2 separate regions of the Gossypium hirsutum genome follow, and region 1 is linked to region 2. Evidence: chromatin contacts called from public Hi-C data. All regions are on one chromosome and are shown on one strand. Each heading gives the region's core, a stretch centred on a gene start, on an enhancer-like site or on the middle of the called end of the contact. The rest is flanking DNA. Distances are from core to core; before and after follow the strand shown. Region 1 holds the start of LOC107952072 (probable GABA transporter 2). Region 2 holds the start of LOC107952074 (endoglucanase 6-like).

Region 1 (2,912 bases), core at 283-2,782, 170 kb before region 2:
AATTTAAATTTTACTATTATTCTTTTATATTATATATAAGTTGTAGATTCAATTTTTATATTTTAATTTGTTAATTTCAATCCTTATATTTTTTGAGTTTTTTAATATTAGTCCAAATCCAAATGGTAGACATTAAAATTTTTTAGTTAAATTTTATTTTAAAAAATAATTAACTTTTACTATTTACTAAATCTTATACAACATGCATATTATTATATGTGTAATATTATGTCGACTTATTATTTTTACATATAAAAAATCATATCATTGTAGTTAAAGGATTTAAACGGCTACCAATTGAGTTAAGAATGACATTTGAGAAGAATAGGAACTAAATTGATGAGTTATACGTAGTATAGATAGTCTTAATAAATTTAAATGCTATTGTTTTACATGGATTAAAATTGAGAAAATTATAGTATAAGGACTAAACCTGTAACTGATGCAAAATTTGACCTTTACAATCTATAATCTATAATTAATAACAATAAAATAATTATATAAAAGTAGCGTTAACAAAGTAAGCTCGAGCCAATATGAGCTTGAGAAAATCCAAGCTCGAAAAAATCGGAACTAAAAAAAAACCTAAGCTCAAGAAAGCTTGATTTTGCAATGATCAACCCCCTAAACCTATTTAGATCGAGCTCGAGACCAATCCCATTCAAAACTCGAAAAAAATTTGATTAATCTCTAAGGCTATCTTTGTTTCATTGAAAATGACTTTTGAAAAATGGATTAACTTTTTGAAAAAATTGATATCTTTTAGTAAATTTTCTTGAAATTATTTGGTAAAAGTTAATATTAGTGAAACAAACAATGCATAAAAATATTTGTTATAAAATAAAATGGAAACATTATATTTTGACAATCACAACAATTTATTTTTATAAAAAGATAATATTTTATAACAATTGATATCATATATAAACTTAATAATAAACAATTACTCATTGAAACTCAATTTAAATTACATATATGAAAATAAAAAATAATATATTAAAGTTGAAAGAGATAAATAAAATAAAGTATAATTTTTAAAAAATATTTAAATTTATACAATTAAAATATTGGTTTGAAACAGTTAGATATCAACACTTTCCTAAATTCTTTTGAAGAAACTTTCCCTCGTAATACAACTTCTAACTACAATTTAAGATTTTAATTTAATTATAAAAATTTTCTAATTGTTTTAAATTTAATTGCGAATAATGTTGAGATTTATTTTAATTTTAATTTTAATTTTAATTTTGATAAAATAATATAATTATTTGGAAATGTATTTTTTATAAGGGCTAAATTTTAGGATCCACGTTCCAAAGAAATGCAACTAGTTTTTGTAAGATCTCGAATTCCATAGTCACGGAAACCAAGGAAACTTCTTGTATGGCCGACTCCCGGTAGGCTGTAGGAAAATAGAGAAAATAAAAAGACCAAAAAACCCTTACCTATCACCATATTTAATTCACACTTGGGTAGGCAGTCAGGTAATTTTCTCATACGAATTAATACAGAACCACAAGCAACATTGAAGACCTGTTGATTTTATATTTAGACGAACACATTCTATCACCCCCTTGTATGATGAATGATGATGTTTGTTCACTAATTTAGTGGATTCTTTTACGTCCTCGGGCGGCTAAGCTAAGCTCTCCCTTCATCGGGTCCTCCTTCCCCACGTGGTGGTTGCTACCGTGCGTTACTTCCCATAATAAATTAACCCTTCTTCTTCTTCTTCTTCTTTCAGAGGCACAATTAATGGCGGAGCCTCCAGAACGAGACCCGTTCCCGGAGTTCCGCCTGGATTCTGATGCCGGAGCTACCTTTGTTCTTGAATCAAAAGGTGAAGAATCAGAATCAGAATCAGAGCAAAATTATAAAGCCATGATATAACCAAATCGTTTTTTTTTTCTTTATAGGGAAGTGGTGGCATGCGGGGTTTCATCTGACGACGGCAATAGTGGGGCCGACAATTCTGACACTGCCGTACGCGTTCAGGGGACTAGGTTGGGGCCTGGGTTTCTTATGTTTAACGGTTTTAGGATGCGTCACTTTCTACTCTTACTATCTCATGTCCAAGGTGCTTGAGCACTGTGAAAAAGCCGGCCGCCGCCATATCCGCTTCCGTGAACTCGCCGCCGACGTTTTAGGTAGCGACCGACATAAATTTTCCTTTATTTCGGTCATGCAATATTCGTTCCGTGTTAGCCGGTTGCATTTTCGCTTGCGGTTCGGTATTCATTTTCAGTAATTATTAGATTTTGTAAAGCGTAGAAGTTGGATCACATATAAACTAATGGAAAATGATTACTGTCTTACAGTGACATTCCAAGTTCGATGATATCATTCCTAGAATAAAAAGAAGGTTGACTTTTTTCCATTTCGATTTTGGCAATTCACATTATACAAGTTGTATACGTGTCTTTACCTAATAGGTTAGGATAGGTGATTCTGAAAGAGTTCTTGCAATTAGGACAGAACTGAACCCAGTGTTTAGTTCCGTGGTTAAAGATGTTAAAAGGAGACGACAATGTTTCATGCAGGGTCTGGTTGGATGTTTTATTTTGTTATATTCATCCAAACCGCTATCAATACAGGGGTTGGCATAGGGGCAATTTTGCTTGCAGGGGAATGCCTCAAGGTATGGTCCTCCAATCCATCTATTAATTCCATTTGGAAGTTATATGAGCTATGAATATGACATATAATAGCAACTTCGATCTCATCAAATACATTTGAAAATTAAATTTCCATCTTCTAGCATGGTCCAATGGCTAGCTCTAGTTCGAAGATGTGACTTGAATATGGGGTAAAATTGGGTCATTTATTGCTATTCTTTTATGTTTTTCTAATTTTGCCTGTTTTTGGTTTTTGGAAAGATCATGTATGAAAACCTTTCTCCAAATGGATCATTG
Region 2 (2,861 bases), core at 35-2,534:
TTTTTATAATTTTAAAGGTTACAATATGATAAAAATAAATTAAATTGCTTATAAAATTAGAATAATCAGTATGCAAAATATTAGCCTTATATATAAATATTAAGTTATTAGTTTAAGTTCAAAAGCTTACTTGAATTTATAAGAATTTACTTAAAAGATATTAATCTCAAAAAATGAGCTCAAATAAAAGTTAGACTCATTAAAAATTTAGGTTAAATTTAAGATTTTAATATGTAAAGTTCAAGGCTAGACTATTTTCTAAATTTATAATATATTATGTAATTTATAATAAATAAAAATTAAATATATAATAAATTAATAATATATTATAAACATTAAAAAATTGTATGTTAAATTGCTTATATTTAAAATTTAATAAATAAAAACATATAAATTTAAAATAGTAACTTGGGTTGAACTGAGTTTAAATAATCATAAAATCTATTAATATTATATATAAATCAGGCAACCCCACCCAACTGGGGACATCACTTTTAGGTCTTAGTTGTAAAACTTTTACCTAATACATAGACCTGTAATGCCAAACCCAATTATTTGCAAAGCCGAAATTGTCCAATATTTGTAGCCACAAGTTTGTGCAGTGCAGGTTTTGGTAGCAAAATGAGACATGTTGTTCTGACCGATTTCTGGGGTATTATGGACATTCAAAATCTTGAAACCTTCGGCTCCCACATCCCTGCGTTTTTTTTTCTCCTACCTGTTTGGTTTGGCAAATGAGAACTCAGTCTAATCAAAATCAAAACATCAACTTTAAATTTTGTACGTAATAATATTTTCAACATCAGCTGCTATTTTTTTCACCCTAAAATAGCATTAAAATCCACACCGACTCTTCCCAGTAAAGAGCCAGAGACACCCACATGATCCTGTTCTTTTCTTTTATCAGCCGTTTTCCTCTCCTCCAAAATGGCAAAAATAATTTTATTATGAAATAAAATTTAAAAATATTGCATTTATTGATCCCTTCCTATTTCTTGCCTCTCGGTTGCTTCCTTCCTTTTGCAATATATAGAGGCTTCAGCTCCTCTTCCATTTCCCATTCTCACTGCTCTCTCTTCCTCTCTATCTCCCTCTTGTTGGTGGGTTCATCAGGAATTTTAAACTGATAAAATTCTACCCACATTGTGTGTTTAATCCAAAATGGGGTCCTCTTATTAGTTTTAGAAAGTTGAAGGAAATCCCATTTTTGCAGTATAGAAACAGATTTGGTTTTCACTCTCTTGAAATTTGATTTTTAGTGTCTTTCTGATTACTGTGAATACATGGAGAAATCAATGTCAATGGCTCCTCTGCTTTTAATGGTACTCTGTCTTCCTTTTGCATTGGGTTGGCATGACTATAACCAAGCTCTCAGTAAGAGCATTCTCTTCTTTGAAGCTCAGAGATCTGGTTATCTTCCTCATAACCAGAGAGTCACATGGCGAGCTAATTCCGGCTTGAATGACGGCAAAGTCAGTGGGGTAAGCTAAACTTACACTCCCACTCCCATAGTCCCACTTTTTTTTCTTTTGAGAGTTATGGGGTTGTAATTTGATTGTGAAATTTAACAGGTGGATCTGGTAGGAGGGTACTATGATGCAGGGGACAATGTGAAGTTTGGTCTTCCAATGGCATTCACCATAACAATGATGTCCTGGAGTATAATAGAGTACGGCAAACCAATGGCTGCAAATGGAGAGCTCGGCCATGCCATGGAAGCCGTCAAGTGGGGTACTGACTATCTTATCAAAGCCCACCCGGAACCTTATGTCCTTTATGGAGAGGTGTATATATATATATTTAAATGCACTATTGTTTTTTGTAACTAATATGTCCAGATCTTTTTCAAATCACCAACTCGAAAGCAACATTTTAAGGCTAAGATCCATTTCCTATCAACTTGTTCTTTTTTTTTTTTTAGGTGGGAGATGGAAACACTGACCATTACTGTTGGCAAAGACCCGAAGACATGACAACCGACCGTCACGCTTACAAGATTGACCCGAGCAACCCCGGGTCGGATCTTGCCGGTGAAACTGCAGCTGCCATGGCTGCCGCTTCAATCGTCTTCCGCCGCTCCAACCCTGCATATTCCAGCGAGCTTCTTCACCACGCTTATCAGGTATTATTTTCCTACTCCCTTTAGCTTACAGTTACAGTTCACGATAAAATTTTTATTTATAAATGAAATTAATTTTTTTAATTTTAGAATTTATTTATTTATTTTGGTAGTAACTGTTCAAGTTCCTTTTTCCCCAAAAACCTGTTTAACATTTTGTCTCGTCTTTAAAGGAAACGTTGTCGTTTAAAGTAGTAGTAAACTTTTTCGGCGTATAAATCGGATCATGGCGCCCTTGCACCGTTAACACGTGTAATAAGTTATCTTATGACCGTGTAGATCTATTGTACTAGTAGATCTCAATCGTTCATTGTACCGTAAAGGTCTCAATTTAAATTTTCGTTTCTCACGTACTAACACTATGTCGACGGTCCAAATTAAACCCGCATATCCCAGAATTACCCTTCCTTCTTTCCGCATATTACATACACATTTTGATATTTGGTTTCTGTTTTCAGCTATTCGATTTTGCTGATAAGTACAGAGGCAAATACGACAGCAGCATCACAGTTGCCCAAAAATACTACCGATCCGTCAGCGGCTACAATGTAAGCTTCTTCTTTTAAAAAAAAGAAAAGAAAAGAAAAGAAAAGAAAAGAAATTGTTAAACAAACTATTTGATCCATGTTACTACAAAATGGGGTGCTCATTTTTATTGATTTTGGGATTTGAAATTTTGTATAGGACGAGTTGTTGTGGGCTGCTGCATGGCTGTACCAAGCTAGTAACAATCAGTACTACT

What was found. Hi-C and Micro-C count contacts between places; a contact is called where the count stands out from the background.
Region 1: a Hi-C map of leaf shows a contact between it and region 2, with 1.8 times the contacts expected there. The contact joins the promoter of LOC107952072 here to the promoter of LOC107952074 in region 2. A contact is called at or near these places in 5 of 34 Hi-C or Micro-C datasets (callus and leaf).

Annotation. Positions count from the first base shown.
Region 1 is chrA02:47,162,962-47,165,873 of Gossypium_hirsutum_v2.1, reverse strand. LOC107952072 (probable GABA transporter 2) reads left to right here and starts at 1,532. Exons shown (of 7, transcript XM_016887319.2): 1 at 1,532-1,840; 2 at 1,917-2,147; 3 at 2,595-2,638; 4 at 2,877-2,912. The coding sequence starts at 1,756.
Region 2 is chrA02:46,996,173-46,999,033 of Gossypium_hirsutum_v2.1, reverse strand. It overlaps LOC107952074 (endoglucanase 6-like), which reads left to right and starts at 1,284. Exons shown (of 8, transcript NM_001327596.1): 1 at 1,284-1,481; 2 at 1,572-1,784; 3 at 1,922-2,122; 4 at 2,578-2,667; 5 at 2,804-2,861. The coding sequence starts at 1,284.